Regions from separate parts of the Mus musculus genome. Here regions 2, 3 and 4 are each linked to region 1. A link is a contact called in public HiChIP or PLAC-seq and promoter capture Hi-C data. All regions are on one chromosome and are shown on one strand. Each heading gives the region's core, a stretch centred on a gene start, on an enhancer-like site or on the middle of the called end of the contact. The rest is flanking DNA. Distances are from core to core; before and after follow the strand shown.

The links. Promoter capture Hi-C pulls out the DNA fragments that hold promoters and counts their contacts. HiChIP or PLAC-seq counts read pairs in DNA pulled down with a chosen protein or histone mark.
Region 2: a promoter capture Hi-C map of the C10 cell line shows a contact between it and region 1, with 7 times the contacts expected there. The contact joins the enhancer-like site here to the promoter of Eipr1 in region 1. A contact is called at or near these places in 15 of 39 promoter capture datasets (the 3T3-L1 cell line, 3T3-L1-derived adipocytes, the C10 cell line and 10 more) and 4 of 115 datasets of contacts at active chromatin or transcription factors (embryonic limb bud, embryonic stem cells, stem cell-derived neural progenitor cells and 1 more).
Region 3: an H3K4me3 HiChIP or PLAC-seq map of forebrain shows a contact between it and region 1, with 6 times the contacts expected there. The contact joins the enhancer-like site here to the promoter of Eipr1 in region 1. A contact is called at or near these places in 7 of 39 promoter capture datasets (cranial neural crest, embryonic stem cells, frontonasal cranial neural crest and 4 more) and 3 of 115 datasets of contacts at active chromatin or transcription factors (astrocytes, embryonic midbrain and forebrain).
Region 4: an H3K4me3 HiChIP or PLAC-seq map of embryonic forebrain shows a contact between it and region 1, with 4 times the contacts expected there. The contact joins the enhancer-like site here to the promoter of Eipr1 in region 1. A contact is called at or near these places in 3 of 39 promoter capture datasets (the 3T3-L1 cell line, cranial neural crest and hippocampal neurons) and 3 of 115 datasets of contacts at active chromatin or transcription factors (astrocytes, embryonic forebrain and embryonic stem cells).

Annotation. Positions count from the first base shown.
Region 1 is chr12:28,749,163-28,753,866 of GRCm38.p6, forward strand. It overlaps Eipr1 (EARP complex and GARP complex interacting protein 1), which reads left to right and starts at 2,657. Exons shown (of 9, transcript NM_201357.3): 1 at 2,657-2,842. The coding sequence starts at 2,801. It overlaps Trappc12 (trafficking protein particle complex 12), which reads right to left and starts at 1,238. Exons shown (of 12, transcript NM_178811.5): 1 at 1,000-1,238.
Region 2 is chr12:29,901,131-29,905,834 of GRCm38.p6, forward strand. All of the region lies in intron 21 of Myt1l (myelin transcription factor 1-like), which reads left to right. Among named protein-coding and RNA genes, the nearest start is that of Gm46346, 12 kb to the right of the region's middle. Within about 2 kb of position 2,876, at least 7 of the 459 cell types and tissues checked have an H3K27ac peak or open chromatin away from gene starts, as enhancers often do.
Region 3 is chr12:29,835,135-29,839,838 of GRCm38.p6, forward strand. Myt1l (myelin transcription factor 1-like) reads left to right here. Exons shown (of 25, transcript NM_001093775.1): 12 at 1,216-1,306; 13 at 2,906-3,013. Among named protein-coding and RNA genes, the nearest start is that of Gm46346, 78 kb to the right of the region's middle. Within about 2 kb of position 2,502, at least 14 of the 459 cell types and tissues checked have an H3K27ac peak or open chromatin away from gene starts, as enhancers often do. A contact at or near this core is called in forebrain, where this site is marked.
Region 4 is chr12:29,787,937-29,792,640 of GRCm38.p6, forward strand. The region is part of intron 8 of Myt1l (myelin transcription factor 1-like); the gene reads left to right. Among named protein-coding and RNA genes, the nearest start is that of C630031E19Rik, 100 kb to the left of the region's middle. Within about 2 kb of position 2,020, at least 65 of the 459 cell types and tissues checked have an H3K27ac peak or open chromatin away from gene starts, as enhancers often do. A contact at or near this core is called in embryonic forebrain, where this site is marked.

The DNA of each region.
Region 1 (4,704 bases), core at 1,407-3,906:
ACTGCTTGCCTTTGACTCCCAATTGCTGGGATTAAAGGCATGCACCAACACTGCCCGACCACTTATTTGTTTTTAAAGAGAGAGTTTCTCCAAGTAGCCCTGGCTGTCCTGGAACTCACTCTGTAGATCAGGCTACCCTCGAACTCAGAGATCAGTCTGCCTGTGCCTCCTGAGCGCTCAGAGAAAAGGACCACCACTGCCAAGAGCAATCACAGACCTGCAGTTCCTTCCTGCAACAGCATACACACACTCCGATTTCACCACACACTGGCTGGCTGATACTTTTTTTTTTTTAACATTTATTTAGCTTTTTAATATGTGTGAGAGTTTGTTTTTATAAATCAAGGTCGTAGGTAACCTAAGCTGGCCTTAAATTTGTTATATAGCCTAAGACGACTTTGAACTCCTGAACATCCTGCCTCTACTTCTCAAATGATACAGGCTCAGCACCAACACCTCGTCTTACTGTATTTATTCATTTGTCTATTTATGGTCAGAAGACAATCATGTGGAAGAACAACTCTTCTTCCATCGTGTGGGTCCTGTGGATGCAGCTCAGATTATCAGGAATGGTGACAGACACTGAGCCATCCTGTCAACCCTTGTTTTAGTTTTTAGACTCTATTCATTCTTTCTTTCTTTTGAGGGGGTTGGGGTGTCTCCCTATTTAGCCCAGACTGACCTCAAACTTAAAATATTCCACATCACAATCTCCCGAATGCTTACAGGAAGGAATCACTTTTCCCACACAACACTACTCATTCGTCAGTGGTCAGGTTATGTCTATGGCACCCCATCCTCTATCTCTTAACCCCGACTCTGGCTTACTGCAGTGCTTCATTTATTGTGGGGCTATGACACACCGAGGTCGACAGGAGCAAAAGTTGGGGCAAACCAAAAACATAGCTCGAACACTGGTGATGTAACACGGGCACCTTCTAAGCATGCTAACGAACCCGCACTTTATACACATAAAACCGAGGTCAGGAGGGTGTGTACCTTGTCCAAAACCACAGGGAGCACACAGAATTGGCTAAAGCCCGAAGGAGCCAGCCCCTCGTGGGGCTACTCTGCGTGGCCGAGAGCGGTTGATTACGCGAGGACGCCGCCCTCTGTGGGAAGGTCAAGGGTACCGGCGACCCTCCTCACTGCGACCCGCTCCTCACCTGCCACCCGCCCCTGAGGTCGGGTCACCCACAGGCGAAAAGGGTCCGAAGAGATGACGGAAGACCGGAAGTAAACTCAAGATCCAAGGTCCCGCGCGTTTGTGCGTCTGCGTGTGCTGGCCGCGGAGACCCGACTTCCGCACATGCTCAGTTTGGGAGCCGCTAAGCTCTCCACTGGAAGCCGGGCGCATATCCGGCTCAAGAGCTGTGGGCGGGGCCTAAGGCCAAACTGGGTAGGGGACAAGGATGGTCCTGGAGATTGAAGAAAATCGTCTGTCCTTGGGCCTGTCACCAACCAAGGATGTTTTTTCCTAGGATTTTATCTTTGTGCTAGTTGATTCTCCACGTTTCCCCCCTTGTGTCTGTGGCAGTGTGTGCTAACATCCGTAAAGTTGCGGGGAGGAATTAAGGAGTCAAGAGTCAGCCTTGCTTGCTGAACTCATGGTTGGTTGAGAATCGTCCTCAAGTCAAGAACCTTGCTTTCTTGATTTTCTGTGTCACATTTCTATGACAACGTAAAAACACAGCTCTCATCTCAAAGGGAAGAAGAATTTATTCTGTGAGTGACTATAGCTTGGGAACATAGATTCAGGTCACCGTAGATTCTGCCCTACATGATAACAATTTGATGAAGTTTTACAGTAACAACCAAAAATACCTACTTCTTAAGCACACTTCGGAAGCAGTGGGTAGGTGGGTAGGTCTCAGGTGCTATCTCATGACTTTCATAGCTTTGGGATCGGTGGAAGCTAGTTGCCAGAGGTTTTATCAGAAAGTCAAGGTAAGACAAAGGTGGGCAATGGATGACTACTAAGGGGGCTAATGGTAGCATCACAGAAACTGCTGTCATGAAGGTCAGTCAAGAGATAATGGCAAAGTCAAAACACAGAAGAAACGCGTGTGGAGATCCAGAACTTCATAGAACCAAGACAGTTCATTTCCTATGGTGCATTCTTGCAGTATTTTCCATGCCAGGTCCTAGAGCCTTCTGTCTCTGAGAGCTCTGGACAGTTTAGATCGTGGGCTTAGTTGTGTCTCTGTGCAGGACTGGGTGGTTACGTGAAGTGCACACCGCTCGCTGTATGTCACTGCCCACTTACACCATCACCACAGTCTTGACTCAAGCTTGCAGCATCTTATCTTTAAATGGACATCTAAGAGCCTGCTTCTGAGGCTGGATCGAAGGTCCTGGCAGTGGGTTGGGCAGTGCTCTGGTGCTCAGGACCACGGTTTAGGAGTAAAGCTCTGCCAACCATAATGCCAAGTTAACTGTTCTCTTTAGGGCTCAGATCTTTGGAACTTGAGGGAGCAGCGCAGGATAAGAGCGCCGCCCTGATGGACGTCCATTCCCGCTGCTTTTGCTCCGGGCCCGGCCTTCCAACCCAGGATCTCCTGTAGCTGCTGGGTCTCATGAAAGGCCAAATGAGCATGCGCAGAATAAAGGCCCAGCTGCCATTGGCCACCGGGGAGGAGCGTATTGATGACGCGACGAAGAAAACAGGAAGTGAGCCGTCAGGGAGCCGGTCTGGGTCTCGTAGTCCATTTTTCAGGCGGGGAATGAATGGGTTCTGAGCGATCCCTGGTGAGGGGGGACTCGAGCTCTGAGGCGTGAGTAGCTGGGTAGGCAGAGTATCATGGAAGACGACGCCCCGGTGATTTACGGGCTGGAATTCCAGGTGAGCATGGCGGAGTCGGTGAGGTGCCGCCTGTGCCTGGCCCTCACCAGAGAGCGCCCACACTCAGTCTGGTTCCAAGGATTCTGGGCTTCAAGGCCCGGATTTGGGGAGAGGGTACGCGCAGGGAGTGTGGCCAAGTGAGGGCCAGGGCTGGCATAGACAGCAGAGGGTGAGCACTCGGCCTCGCAGGTGACTTGATTACACTCGCACTTCTGGGGTCTTGAGTAGCAATTATTGACCATTGAGTTGTGTGTTGGATACTGCTCAGTACAAGAGCATTAAAGAGGGACTTCGTGGGGAGGGGAGTTGCTGGCTGGCTGGTCTGTTATGAAGCATTTTGCTCACTCAGGTTGGAAATATACTTGCCTTTTTCCTTATGAACTTTTTATTTCAATAGCTACTAAACTCGTTACAGATTCGAGTCAATAGTGGGATGAGGGTTTCCATCTCCCAGGGAGTTCTTCAGACCTGGACCATGATTTGCTAAGAGCTCACTGGAGACTTCTGCCATTCTCAGCGCCTTCCTGGGTATCCAGAACTCCCATGCTAGGAATCAGGACGACTATTCTACACTCCTCTATTCCTACAAGAATATTCTTGTCTATTCTTTGTTGTCCTGGGAATTACATCTGACATCATCTAGATGGGATCAAATCCAGTGTAGCCTCATTGTCCTCACTCCTTTCTTTTGTGATCCTTCCATAAAAATAAAATCCTTGGACATTGTGTGCTCTTGAACACAAATTTGTAATGATTGCTTTGTGGGGTTGTCCTTCACTTCTGATGGGAGGAGAAACTCAGCTTTCTGCAGGTGATTCTGAATACCCACTATACAGATAAAGAATGAGGCTATGGATGCATAGAGGTATCATATGGTAGGGCTAAGGTCAGACAATGCAGGACAGAGTGAGGCTATGCCTAGATACTGCTACTGAGCTTGTTGAGGGTGTTTCACTCATCTGGGGTATCAGTGTATTTACTTGCAAAATGAGAAGAAATGTGTGGAATATGTTCAGAGTCAATTTTTAGTGTTCCTTTGGAAGCCTAAGTACAAATGGAAGTTACTGGGAGATGTTCCAATTTATCTCAGAGGGGCCTGTCTATGGACTGTGATAATTTTTAAGTGAGATGCATAGCCCCAGTAGTCAGTGTAAACCTTAAAGTGGACAGGCAAGCCTGACTTAACTAAGACAGCGCGCGCACACACACACACACACACACACACACACATTTAATGAACTGTCTTCAGATTGCTCTGTGTACTACCAGTTCAGTGGGAACTTCAGAAGCACTGGGAGGACTCGGGGAACACTACAGGGCCTGCTCTCATTTTCCATGATTTTAGCAGGCCTACAGTCAGCCTGCTGCTTCCTGAGGAAGCCTATGTGCTTGGGGCATCCCACACATGTGTGCTTTCCAGAAGATTTATTTTCATTGTGTGCATGTGAGTGTTTTCTCTGGGTGCATGCATGTGCTCCACATGTGTGCCTGGTGCCCAGGAAGCTCAGAAGAGGGCTCTGGATTCCTTGGAATTGGAGTTAGAGGTGGTTGTGAGCCACCTGATGTGGGTGCTGGAGCCTCTCCGTGAGTATCAAGTTACTCTTAGCTGCTATTTATTTATTATTATTACGTTATTTACTTTCATCTTTATGGTTACTCACAGGCACAGTTCTCCAGATTTTGGGTAATGCCTGAATACTGGGACGGAATTCCAATGCTAGATTCAGCTTCCTTCCTGACAGGTCTCCAGAAGCCTCTTGTTTGTGTCAGCATGTGATTGTCTCCATAGGACAGCATCGTTACACTGGGGAGCTCCCACTGGGGCTGTGCAGCAGTCAGAGCAGCATGGTGCTGCTTACCCG
Region 2 (4,704 bases), core at 1,626-4,125, 1.2 Mb after region 1:
TGAGAGGAGGGACTTCAAGGTGAACACAGTTCCAGTCCAGTTCCTAATATCTGGGTGTATGTTGGGTCCTTCTATCTCCTTCACATCATCAATATCTCTTGGTGCTGCACAGAGCTTTTATGCAGCAAGGAAGGGATCTATAAGGGAAGGACTCAGGTGTTTTAAGACAGGACACTGCTCCCTCTCACCATTCAGAGCTGGGGATCTGTGATGTATAGTAGCCAGGCGAGCTTCACGTGATATGTGCAAGAAAATGGGAGGGAGGAGACAAATGCACGAAGGACCTCTGCCAGGTCTGAACTGGCTGGAGAGCCTCCATCCTCTGGGAAAGCTTCACTGGATCTGGGCAGGAGCAGGAACAGCCAGGGACATGCACACAGCAGCCTATACCTGTAGGGGAAGGATGCAGAAATAGAGGAGGGGGCAGGTAGGCTTCATAACACCTGGAGCCTACTTTCCATGTGTGAATACAGGCAGCTTCTCCATCCCAGGAGTCAACTACTGCAGGTTGTCTGTGTTCATCCCAGGATTCAACTAACAGCAGGTCGCCTTTGTTCTGAGTGTGGATACATTTTTCTACTCATTCTTCTCAAAGCAGCATAGTATAATACCAGTTTTCGCAGCAGTTACATTGTTGTTTTTTGTTTGTTTGTTTGTTTTGTTTTCATTTTTTATTATGTGTATGTCTGTGTGTTTTGGGAAGGGTGGGTTCTGTGCATGTGTGAATGCAGAAGTCGATAGGGTCCAGACATCAGATTCTTTGGACCTGGAGTTTCAGGTAGCTGTGAGCATCACAGTCTAGGTACTGAGGACTGAGCTCAGGTTGTCTGCAAGGGTAGCATGAATGCCTGACTACTGAGCCATCTCTGCAGCCCCTCACACACTCTCTGAAACAGTTGCATTATCCTGAGTAATAGAAATGACTTAGAGGAGAGTTAAGGTGAAAGGCATAGCTCTATGGTAGAAAGCTTGCCGTATGCTTAAGGCCCAAGGTTCAGTTCTCAGCACCATAGAAAAAGAAGTGGGAAGGAGGTTGGGATGCCACATGTGAATATTCCAGCATTTGATAAAAAAGAAGCTGAGTATTTGTGAGTCCGCGTCTGGTTGGATCTTTGAAAACAGTCTCCTCAAATACCGAAGGATGAGCGTCTGCAAAGTAAGTGTTCTTTTTTACTGTCACCTCAGTCGGATTCCCTTATTTACTGTCACCTCAGTGATTCCACAGGGAAACGCAGACGGTCTCCGAAAGTAAAGTTTAGATTCACAATCTAAAGCCAAGTTTTTCAAAAGTAGGACTGATGTTTTCTTTGGAACAGTTGCTCAGCTCTCCCTGGCCCTGGACTAGGCACTAAGTCCTTTGCAGTCTTTCTAGAGTGTTTGTTTGGCTTTCCCAGAACTGTGGCAAAGCAGGCTCCCACTTCTCTCCCCAAATGGCAGGCTAAAAGGCGACAGGAGAGCAAGTTTCAGGTGTCTTCAGTGTTTCCAAGGGTTGTTGCATCCATAGTTGAGAGGGCTGTGGGGAAGTGGTTTGGCTTATACTATTTATGGTAGCAGTGGTTTTGGCTGTGTGGCATTTGTAGTGTTGGTGCTGCTTGTAGCAGTGGTTGTGGTACTCATTCTAGTGGCAATGGTCATGGTTGTGGTGGCTATTGCAAAGTAGGGATTATTCTTGCTATGGTCGTGGTAGATGTAGAAGTTGTGGTTTTGATGGGTTTTGCCTTATTGTGGTTATTATAGGGCCTGGGGTTGAAGTTGTTGTGGTGACTATATCGTGGGAGCTGTGGTTTTGGTTGTCAGGGGCTGTGGAGATGCTGGTTGTGTGTTTGTGATGGTGGGGACTGTGGGGATGGTTGTTGCAGCAGTGGCTGTTGTATAGTTATCACAGTAGCCATTATGGTAGCTATGATACAGTGGTGGTAGCTGTAATATTTATTACTGTAGCAGTTGTAGCTGTGGTACAGTGGTGGTAGTGGTGCTGTTAGTCACCAAAGCAATCACTGCTGCTACCATAACTACCATCAATTCAAAAAGCGGCATGATTCCCACAACCATCAGAGCCATACTCCCTGATGCCTACCATCTATGGCCATACCTGAGCAGTCTCTGCAACAGGGGAACTCTCAATGGATCAATGCCACTGGAGCAAAAGTAGCTTGTATGTCTAGACAGGAAGAAGAAACTGGGAGCATGGGAACACTTTGCAAGAAACCAGATGTGTCACCAGATGGGACTGCACTGATTTCCAAAGGCCACCCAATGTACCAGTGTGCACTGGGAAGTTTCCTTCCATGACTAGAGTGGAAATACCAGAAACTTTGAAATCAGCCCTTTCTAGTCCTAAGGGCTCTGTCACCCCGACCCCCAAGCTTTGTCCACATAAGTCCTTCTCTTCTTGAATTGTTGTCTGATATGGGAAAAGTTGTATTAAGGGTCACACTAACTTGATCTCATCCTTAGAGACCCTATTGTTGAAAACAGTTCTCACCCCTTGGAATCTCAGGTCCCTCTATTTGGAGATCTAGCAATCTAAATACTAAGCCTACCTGAGCCTGAACAGGGAAAAAGAGAAGCAAAGGGGGCTGCTCTTGCTGCCTGTGAGAGTCATGGTTAGGGGCAGCCTGGGAGGACCCAGATGAAGACCTGGCCAGAGACAAGCTCTTGTTCTTTAAGTACAAACACTTGGAGCTGTTCTCAGGGCCTTTGAGTCTTGTTGCTGTGTCCTCTGACACTTTGAACGTCCCTCTATGGTCAGCAACCAGCCTGCCTTGTATAAAGAGACTCTGAGATCACTGAACCCCCTGAACCCATGCAGGGCCACACTTAGGCCAAGGTGTTCAGGTAGTACCCGACTAAGTTGATGAGTCACTCCCCCTTAAAAGGGACCAGCTCTGTCAGTCAAGATTGGAGATACACAAGCACTTGGACAGTGTAGGAAGTTACAGGTACACATTGCCCAGCAGAAAGTTTTATGTATCACCTCTATTGAGAATCCTGGTGACACTCCAAAGACTGATACACACTTGTTCTCACTGGATCTCATGATAACCCTAACATGGCTGATTCTCATAGTGAACCTGCAAAACACAGTGAAGAAAGAGAACACGTCCCACCCACAGACACTGGCACATGTAAAGATGAGACAAGTTCAGGCTCAGCCTCCTGTTGAGCAGCTGAGCTGGGGATGTGGAAATAAGAAATGGAAGAAGAAGGAAAACAAGAACACATGCTGACATTCTCCCACACCCACATGCCTCGGAGGGTGTTGAGGTAAAGGCCAGCTGAAACTCTACCAGGGCAGGTGGGCTCTTGAAGGCTGGGCCACGTGCTTCCTGCACCCTTGCAAAACGAGAGCAGAGAACTTTGGGAACAAGTGCTCTGTAGGCTGCAGACAGGCAATTTCTACAGAAAGCAGGTCCAAGAGTTACAGTGGAGAGGCCCTACCTCCTTCTTGGCCTCAGATTCCAGCTGACCACTCCTATGAATCTGCAGTCTGCCAAGTCCAGTTCTCAGGAAAAGGAGCCTGGCTCCCCACTAGAGCCAGCAGCCAGGCAAAAAATGCTGATGGTCACTGGCACCTATTAGAGGTAACCAGAGCCAAGCACCACAGCCAGTTAAGGAGAGTGCTCCAGTTCTTGACAGAAGCTGAAGCAAACCAACCCAGAAAGGAGAGGGGAATAGAAAACAAATAAACCAACCACACAACACCCAGAAATACCATGGAAGCAAGAGAAATCTTGTTAAGCTTATCATTTGTCATCAGGCAGGAAAGATGGAAAGGGTATTAAAGTCTATTATATTTATAACCCAAGGGGACAGAGAGTAGATTTATCTTTAAGACCTAAGTACAAAGGAAGGATTACGTGTAAAGTTAAGATGCCAAATTGAAGGCATAAATTGTAAAGAGATAACAAAATGGCATAACTATATTTCAGAAGAATGAATGGTTCCAGAGCGTTAGTAAAAACCACTAAAGAGTTCCTGGGGAAGGGACTATAAAAAAACCAGAAATCTGAGAAAATGAAAGAAAGAATATTACCAAAGAAAGCAAGCAAAAAAAGTTCACAGGGTGGAGATCCTGAGCATGTCAAGGGAAGACCTTGTTGAGAAACCAGGAAGTGACTAAAGCTCCCTCATGCTTTCTCCGAGAAATCCTCCCCTAGGAGATACGGATGGGACCCAGGCAAGAAAGGGTTCCTGCACCTGTGATGGGAAGCTTGGTACAGTCATCCAGGCTACTGACCCTGCAGCCTCAGGCTAAGTTCTCTCCCTGGGAACCTGTCTTTTCTCAAAGTCTGCCAGCAAACTTGTCCCTCACCTCTGCTGAAATCAACAGAGGTAGATATTGGTCACTCTAGATATCCTCACAATGACACATAGTGTTAGATTAAACAATAAACCATTAGAAATTGCAACCTTTCCAAGCTGAAATCCAGGAAGAGGGGAGGGCGGAGGGGAGGGGAGGGGAGGGGAGGAGAGGAAGGCCTGGGAAATTAGAAACAGTGGAGTGTCTGTTTCTGAAGCCTCGGGAATTCTCTCCTGTACCCACTGAACGACCCCAGCCCTGTTGTCCCCCAAGCCTGCTCCCCTGTACCTGCAACCACTGCTCTCTAGGCCTCTTCCATAGCCCTTCCAGGTGCTCTCCTTGATAGTGGCAGCTTTACAAGCATCAGAGCACTGTCCTCAACTCCAGTGCCCTCAGCGGAT
Region 3 (4,704 bases), core at 1,252-3,751, 1.1 Mb after region 1:
GAAAGAAAGGCATGTGTTAAGGTAAAAGAGGAGTGTGTGCCATTCTAACAGGTCAATAGGCTAGTAAGATTGCAGATTTCAAAGAGAAGGGCATATCTTCCTCTGAGATAGGGAGTCCTCTGAAAGGGGTTCTCCTAGGCCCCCTCCAGGCCCTCACAGGAAATGAGCTGAATGCTGACATTTCCACCTTAATTCATATCTAAACTTTAATTCATAACTTTAGCCATACCTAAAGAAAGAGGCAGGAGCTATGAGGGCTTAAGAACAAAACAGCAATGGACTGTTCGTAAGGAATTCACCAGTAGTAAAGACGCAAAACATGGACAGGCACAAGGGCATGTGGAAACTTCACACAGGGCCCAGCAAGACAATGACCGCTCCACGGGAGAGAAGCCATGGACAATAGTGACAAGTGTGGGCAGACATGGCTGAGCAGACCTCACAAGACCACTTGACCATAGGCAGGCTTTGCAGGCAGTTAGGACTGGGCTTTGCAGACATCTAGATCAGACAGGCAGAGCATATATGGCCAGCAGGCTCCTTTGAAGTCAGTTGTCTTGACTTCCCCATCACTCCTAACCCCACATGTCTCAGCAGACAAAGGATGGAACAATAAGGACCAGCCTCCCTGGATGCCAGTAGGCAGTGTCCTTGTGCCCTGGGGACCAGCTCTCTCATCTTCCTATTTGTTAATTTCATGTGGTAAAAATGCAGGGATCTAATTATTCCTGTTCATTCTACTGAAAGCACAAAAGATTCTAATTTCCTAGGTAAACGTGATTTATTTTAAAAATGAGATTTAAAGTTTGGCTCACTCACATCAGACTTTCACAATCCCATGTGTTTCCAAAGCACAGGCATGTTTTTTTTTTTTTTAAACGCCCAGGCTATGTGCTGTTACATGGCTGATCGGCATCCAGTGCTTATCTATGGGATACACTAGGGTGGCCCTTGCTTCTGTCCCACATGGGACTATTCAGTTATGGCGCTCTCTGACCCCCATGGCTCCCTGCCAGTGCACCCTGCTTTGCATGCCTGAGGACAGTCATACAATCTTCTTTCTCTTCCCACATATATTTCCTGGTCATGCACATCACAGACGTTTGTAGTTTGTCTTAAACTAATCTAGCCTGTTAAAACAATTGCATATTGTATTCTCAATATTTCTCTCTTTTAATGCTGGGCTATTTGTTTTTTTGCCTCTCCTTTGTCAAGTTCTTGCCATGCATGAAAATGTTCTCAAGTGTCCCACTCCAGGCTGCACAGGGCGAGGGCATGTGAATAGCAACAGGAACTCGCACAGAAGGTAAGCCACACTCTGCTGGGGTCTATGCTAGAAGAAGCCACCCACAGCCCTTCCCCATGGTAGCTCTTTACTGCTATGCAGCCCCTCCCTTCCAAAGGAGAGCGGCAGACCTCACACATTGCTCCTGGAGAGTTGGTCATAGCACGTACAGAAATGTCAAAGGGTCAATTGCCCGTTTTTGAAGACTTAATTTCTTCAGTTATGTTGCCTCCTCTAGTATAATAGAGCACTGTTCCCTCACAAAGTCACCTACTCAGTACAGCATCTAAGATGGAACCCATAGCCACTTACAATGAAAGAGACCAGAAGGAATCCAGCAAGTTTCTCTAACCTTCTCTCATAGGAGAGGCTGTCTGTCACTTACCATTCAGGGTTGTGAACTAGAACCCAGCAGGGCAAATACAGAGGACTAACTTGGCTGCTCTTGAATTTGATGAGTCCCCTGGCCATCAGCATCAACATCATTAAAATATGAGCAGATGTCCAAACGCATCTGGCAGGGGTACACCAGTGAGGACGCGGCTCCAGGTCAATGGCTTTAACTGGACTACTGCTGAAAATATACACTGTCAGAATTGTACTCTTGATAGTGTTCCAGCTTTCTTCCCCATCCTCTTCAGACATTATAAGAGTCACTAAGTTCCTCTCAAAATCTAGGTGATAGCAGATCACTTCTTTTGCAGTAGCAAAATGTAACTCGGTTAGATCTGTCTTGCCACAGCTTAGATTTCTTCTTAAATGGGGGAAGGAAGCTGTAAAAGCTCTCTTAATTTTTACCTCACTGGTTAGTCACAACAAGAAGCTTGGTTACCAGTGTCAAGTTTATAATAAAACAGACCACAGCTCTATGCCCTGCAGAAGGTCTCTGGTACTGAGTCTGCAGGAGCTGGCAGCGATGCAGGAGATCCCGGCTGAGTGCTGTGCAGAGCCCACAGTGTCAGTTCCTTTTTCTGCCATCAACACACGTGTACACATGGATGGCCACACACACGGAGCTAGAACACACGGAGGCAAGCATGCAGATACTATGACTTCCTGTGGAAGCAGCTCAAACAAAGAGGCCTCAGTGTTCCCTCTGCCATCCTGATCCTGCTGCACTAGTTAAGAATCACATTTGCCTGAAGTCCTGGAGGTATTCCTGCTGTACCTCCCTTTCTTTGCCCCTCCTTTGGTGAGCTCAAGTCAGAATCCCTGAAGCCTTATAGATAGATACCTCTGGTATCAGCTCAGAGTGCCACCTTCTGGTATAGCCAACTAACTGCCACTCTTGAGTCTCAAAAACTCCTTCTCTAGCTGCTACTGCCTGACCTGCAGAAATGGCCAGCACTCCAGCATTTCTGCCTGAAAGTTTAACCAGCCTGTGTTGTATTTGCTTCCTGGAATTTGGCATACTCATCGGACAGGCCTGGTGCTGTCTGTCATAAGAGCTATATGCCAGAGCCCAGGAAATATATAGTACCAGGCAGGCTGGGAAATTCTCCTACCTCCATCTACCTCAGGGTCATCTTAGCTGGATGAAGGACAGAACATGGTGAATGTTATCAGTGTGTGGCAAGCCATTTGAGACCATTCAGTTAAATCTATCTTCTGTCATTGTAGCCTCTCTGGATGCCCCATTGCTGCTGCAGAAAAACTGGCAAAGGCCCAAGAGAAACACCAGAGCTGTGATGTGTCCAAATCCAACCAGGCCTCAGACCGAGTCCTCAGGTACTCAGCCGAAGTGTGTCATCAAGGGATTTCTCTCAGAATCTATCCTGACACAGAGCAGAGAGAGTGTTGGAGATGCTCCATGGAGTAGATGTGTTCTTGAAGGAGGGAAGGAAGCTATGCCAGATTAGAAGCTGAGTCCTGTGCCCTCAATCCTGAGAGAGTATGTAGAAGTCTGGTGGTCAGTGTAACTCCAGTGGCTCAGCATGACTTCAGCAGTCAGAGAACTGGATGGAGTTCTATGATTTGTAGTCCTGACAATTCATAATTCTATGAATGCTAACTAAAATAGAAGTTTTAGAAATCAGTAATGTTAGTAGCCCATTATAATTTTATCCCAGTTTGAAGCAAAGTACAGCACCTGCTTATGGGTGGCACGGGGCCTTTTTAAAAATGCAGGAATGACAAATGCCACATTCCCTGTGCTTGGAAGTTTTCTGTATGAAAAGCCATCAAAGCTGTCATCACCCCTTATCCTCACACACCCTGAGATGTGGGTGGAAGTAGGTGGCATCACTGCCGCTTGACAGGCAAGACAGAGCACAGGGGCTCACGACTACCTGACTTAGCACTGCAGGTTAAAGTGGAAAAGTGCCGAGGAGCAAGACTGAACCCCGTTTTCCAAAATCAGGAAGATGTTTATAGGTAGAAGACGACATCTACGTTCCTCACAGACTTCACACACATCTCATGAAGTCTGTGACAGTCCGTGTATTTCTGCTTTCTTACTCTCGTGACAATGTCTCCCCATAAAATGCTATCATCGTCATGTTCTCATTTGAATATACCCAGTTCCGTGGATGTTGTACCACAGTCATAACTCTGTGCTAGCTCAGAGGCATACGGGCTGTCTCTAAAGAGTAATGATGAATAGTTTCCCATAGATACAGCATTTGGCTTCTACTATAGGTATTTCTTTGGGATAAGTTACTTAGAGAAAATTACTAGGCAAGAGATAGACACATTTTGGTCCTCATTTAGTATTTTTTTTTTGCAATTAATTAAATTTCCTTTCTCCTTTGAGAAAGTTAAAAAGTGTATAGGAATTTTTATATATTTAAACAAAAATAAAAAACTAAATGTAGCTATAATCCCTCTTTTCCAAGATAATCCTTCTCTGACTTTTGATATTCTCTGCATTATGATGAGAACTTAGGTGAACCTCTTGTCTGCCTCTCAGTTTCCTATTTACTGCCACTATCCCTTTGCAGATATGACTGAATACTAAACAAGTTGTCCAACTTCTTCCCCACCTCTCAGTCCACTAATCAGTGGAGGATTCCCGCAATTCCCAAGGATGTTTAAGGAAGCAGAGTCCTTAGCCAAAGGAAATGTGGGAAATTGTGAAGGAAAATAGCTCAGCAATGTCACATTCTTATTCTAATACCACACCAGAAAAGGTGCTTTTAAAACATAAGCAAATAAGCCAGGCAATGGTGGCGCACGCCTTTAATACCAGCACTTGGGAGGCAGAGGCAGGCAGATTTCTGAGTTTGAAGCCAGCCTGGTCTACAGGGTGAGTTCCAGTACAGCCTGGGCTACACAGAGAAACCCTGTCTCAAAAAATCAAAACAAACAAAACAACATAAGCAACTAAAAGAAATGGCAAGTGCCATGTGAAATCAGGGGCAAATTATATCACTTTTTTTAAGTACTAAAAAATTATACCAAAATTTCAACAGTTTTAAATC
Region 4 (4,704 bases), core at 770-3,269, 1.0 Mb after region 1:
AAGGATGGGACCTAACACAGTATGCTTTGAGGGTTGGAAGCAGTTCTTATATCCTGAACCTCTGGCCTATTCTACACACAGTGAAGATGGCCTCCCTTTGTCACCTACACTGTCTCACTGTGTGTAGCTCTCTGTGTGCAGCTACCCTGCTTCTGTAAGACTATAAGACTCATCCTACTTTGTGCCAAGAGAAAGCCAAAGACACTTGAGAATCCCAAATGTATGGTGCAATTGGAGTTTCACTTTTTAGACATGTACAGAAAACCTCAGTCATTCTGAGTTCCTGAAGTCTTAGGTCCCAGAGCCTGGGTACCACTGCACTTTCTACCCAATGTGCCCAAGCTGGCTTGTAGGACCTGCAGGCATTTAAAGTGACAAAGACTAGGTCTTCCTTGCATGCCAGAGTATGGGAAATGGGACATTTGTAATTCACCAGTGTGACGTTCAGCAAGTTGCTCTGTGGCTTCCTCCTGACCTCACCAAGCAGGTGAGGGCCCAAGGTTTAGCATCTCAGCAAGTGGCTCTTTGTTAGCAACTCTGCAAGTGTAGATGGCCCTTCATAGGCTTCAGAAGACCCTAGCATTGCACAGGCACAGGGTGGAACCTGTCTCTGGACATTTCAGGTGTCCTTCCGAAAGCTGAAAGCTGGTTCTTTCTGGCTGGATGGCAAACAAGTGAAAGAAACAATTGCCAGCCTTGACGGTGTGGGTGTGGCCCAAATGCCTCATCAGCAAACGCCATCATTCATCTGGAGTGTTTATGAACCATCCCTGAGACATGAGCTATGAAGCCAAATGTCCAAAAGTTCCCACAGAAATCTATTTTCATCCTTAAAAATCCCTGCTACTTTATTTTTATTAACATTGTTTTAATTTTCCCAACAAAATTTTGAAATAATATTTAATACAGGTTGGTTTAAATACTATGTAAGAACTGGAATTTAACTTTATTCACAAAAACGTTATGTGTATATTCTTGAAATGAATTAGATTTGCTTGTGCATAACTGATTTCTATAAAAGCTTCCCACATCCCCAGGGGTGGAGAATAAGGGGCTCACGGCCTGGACATATTTGCTACCTGTGTGTTTCATGAGCCTTCTGGACTGATTTGAGAGTTAACCAATTTCATTTACACTGAACTCTTTACTGAGATATTGTTTACATGAGTCATTAGTGAAGCATGGGTTCTTGCTTAACTAATACGTTAAGCATAACTTAGGCTTGCCGTCTCTGAGCACTTCACAAGCACCCTGAAGTTAGGGGATGAGAACAGCTATATCTCAGCCCTCACCAATTTAGCAAACACTGAGCTAAATCTTTCAGTTCCCATTTTTAAATTTACAAGCTTCAAATGGTAGCTTTTCTTTTTTTTTATTAGGAAATTACTGGATCCTCGCTAGCTTGTTGTGCGTACTCCTTGTTCAAATTCTCTTCCATTTCATGCACCTTTCCACCCACCAGCGTGATTGCCAGGGCAGCCGGTGGGTGAATAATTGCCTGTCTACACAGGAGCTTGCTTGGGAGCTAAAGTGGAGGGCTGGCTTCCTGATGTATGCACGCCTCATTTGGATTCTGCCAACAGCCTCGGGGTGATATTATTCATGCCTTGACAGAGAGCACTCACTAAAAGCTTTGGAACCCAGCCAGGTACTGGCTGAGAGATAGGGGAGCAGTGCAGCTTGCAACTGAGAGGAGCATCCATAATCCAAAAAAAAGGGGGGGGGGGAAGAAAGAAAAGGGAGAAGGAACAGAGAGAGCCCCTATGCCATCCTCTTTGCTTTCCCTGGCTTCATGTAGATAGAAATTTCATTTGCATTGAAATAAAACACCCTAAAAATAATTGCATTTTTTCCCAACCACGCTTGAAAGTTTAACACAATTTTCCACGTTTAATTGCAAAGCTGATTTTAATTAGTAAGGCCCCGCATGTGAAAAATGAAGATCCACTTGGGTGCATGGATACATTGCAGCGTCTGCCGGATGTTCTAATTAACGACGGGGCTGCCTTGCAGCAGGGCGCGCCATGGGATGTTTATAAGGGATTCAGAGCACACAGCCACCTAGCCAGCCTATCTGTGTTTACTCCCCTCCGATCTTTATGAGGCATCATTGTGCCTGCCGTCACCTCATCCATAAGCTTTATGGCATGCCTGTCCTTTTTACTGTTTGTCACCAATTCTGTAAATCACGAGTCAGGGCATACATATTTTAACATTAATTTGAGAGCAGACCACAGCAGTGCAAAGAGAAAAAAATGTCGAGACCTAGGGATTTATCTGGGTGAAGTAGCTGTCCCTGATCACTGCTACTCTGGGTCCGTACTAGGAGCTGTATGTGTGCAGATACATTTGGGCACCATCATTTTGGACTGTGGTAGCAGTTAACCTTTATTATTACAGTAAATCCTTTATTTTAAAAAGTCTCTGGGCCATTTTTCCTAAAATAAATAAATACAATAGAATAGAATAGATAAATAAATAAAAATAATAATAATAAAAAAGTCTGCTGCTGTCTGCCACACATCGGGCCCCTGCATCCCCCATGACTCAGTGGATTTGATTCACAAAAAAAAACATATTCATAATATGTTTATATGTATTCTTTATGTTTGGCCAATGGAATATACATATATATATATGTGTATGTATATACATATATATATATATATATATACTTATTCTAATAATTCTAATTTCAAAGAGAGGAAGTCATGTTCTGGCTCTAAGGGCTTTGATATGAATAGGTCAAGTCTGGATTTAGCAATTAACCTCATCCTGACAGCTTGCTTGATGACCAGATACATATGAACATAACCACTTTGGAACATGAGCAGAGTGTACACCAGAAATGGATATGTAGTGTGGCTGGTGCTGACCCACCAAAACGTCCATGATTCACTCTTAAACTCATCTGTGAAGGAGTTATGGGAAACAGCAGCTATTTCTCATATCTCCATATGCCCAGAGATGACATCTATGGAGGTAGTAGCTTGCTTGTAGGCAGGTGCCAGCGGTGCTGGCCCGGCTGTGCAGTAAGGAACAGGATCCTTCAGATCCTCAGTATTGTGACTCCAGCCAGTTCTCACCTAAGAGGTGGTATCTGCTGACAATGGCTTTCTTATGGTTGGCAGTGTGACTCTGAGGGCTGGGTTGGAGGCTGCATTCAGAAGATGCTGCTGGGAACATCTTCTCAGGGATGTGTGTCCCTATGTATTAGAGAGGCGGGGAGATAGAGATGAGGTATAGGGAGGTGGAAGAATTCAGGCTTCCAGAGGGGCTGATTTAAGATGACTTGGAAGACTGCTCCATGACTGGTACATTCAGCATTTCCCATCAGTATCCAGTCCATTTCATGTTGCTGCTACAAAATGCCCCAGGCTGGACTTGGTGATTGACCTTGTATGTGGGAGCCTGAAATGGAGACCTGACTCTAGTAGGCAGGAAAGCAGAGGCTGAAGGGGACTCAGCAGCTCAAGTTCTCCAAACCCAAGGCCAGGTGCCAAGGGCCTTGTCCTGAGTGGTTGTATCCCCCTGATAATGCTTTTCCTATAAGGCCCATCATCTTAAAGGCGTGAACACCTCCCCACCACAGTGCACCCAAGTGGAGGGAAAGCCACGTACAAGCAATTACACACACTGGAGACTTTCACAGAACCTCGTATTAGCAGTGCTGACTCTTGTTCTTTCCATCCATGCATCTGTAATGCAACTGTCATCATTTATATTCACACTGAGGAAATGGAGGAGTAACTGGAGGTGCCACCTAGACTCTTAACTCTCAAAGACCTGTTATGTATTCTCTGGGCTCCCCACTGCCTTACATAGACCAGTGTGTCCAAATTTTTGTACGAAATTATGGTTAGAAAACAAACTTCTGGCAGGAGAGATGGCTTAGCATTAAGGGATAGACTCACAACCAGAAATATATAAGAAAACAAACTAAAGTTAGAAAGAAAGAAAAAACAACAATCTTAAAAGGAAGCAACACTTCCTGGCTGTGGCACTACCTTCATCCAGTGAGACTTCAGTATTCTGTGTAGCTTTAGATATTGTCAGGTGCACACAGGAGCTTATAAGATCCATCATTAACCCACCTGATAACACAGATGCAAACGTGAACCCACCCTCATGTATTCTTGATGTTTGGCAAATGGATGCATGGCCCAGAAACTCTGAAAAGGCAACCTCTAGGTCCTATCAAGATCTGCTGTATCTGAAACTGTGGGTAGGGCTCAACCATCTGAGCTTCAGTGTCCCAAGGATTCTGTTGCTCTGAGTTTGTCCATAAGAACAAAATGACAACCATGGTTGACCAAACCGCCTCTGTAGAAAAAGAAATGGAGATGTAGAAAAGAGAAGGCAGCTAATAAGGTTCATAAGGTTCTCAGTGTGAACAAATTCAAACCAAAGCCACCAAGTAGGATGCCCTGACAAAGGCCCACCCAGGCTACCTCACCATCCACCCAGTCCTGATCTCATCTGAGATTTAACAGAGAATGAAGATTCAAGTCCTAACTCCCTGATATATATACAACAAGAAATCACAGCTCAACTATGAATAGCAACCCTGTACAAATGGGGTGAATACCCTGCTTTGATATCCACAAAATGTACAGCACACCCAGGGTCCCCAGTCTGCCCCGGCATCCCTACCCAGTATCACCACCCCAAGAAAGACACATACACTAGTGACCAGGATGGTGA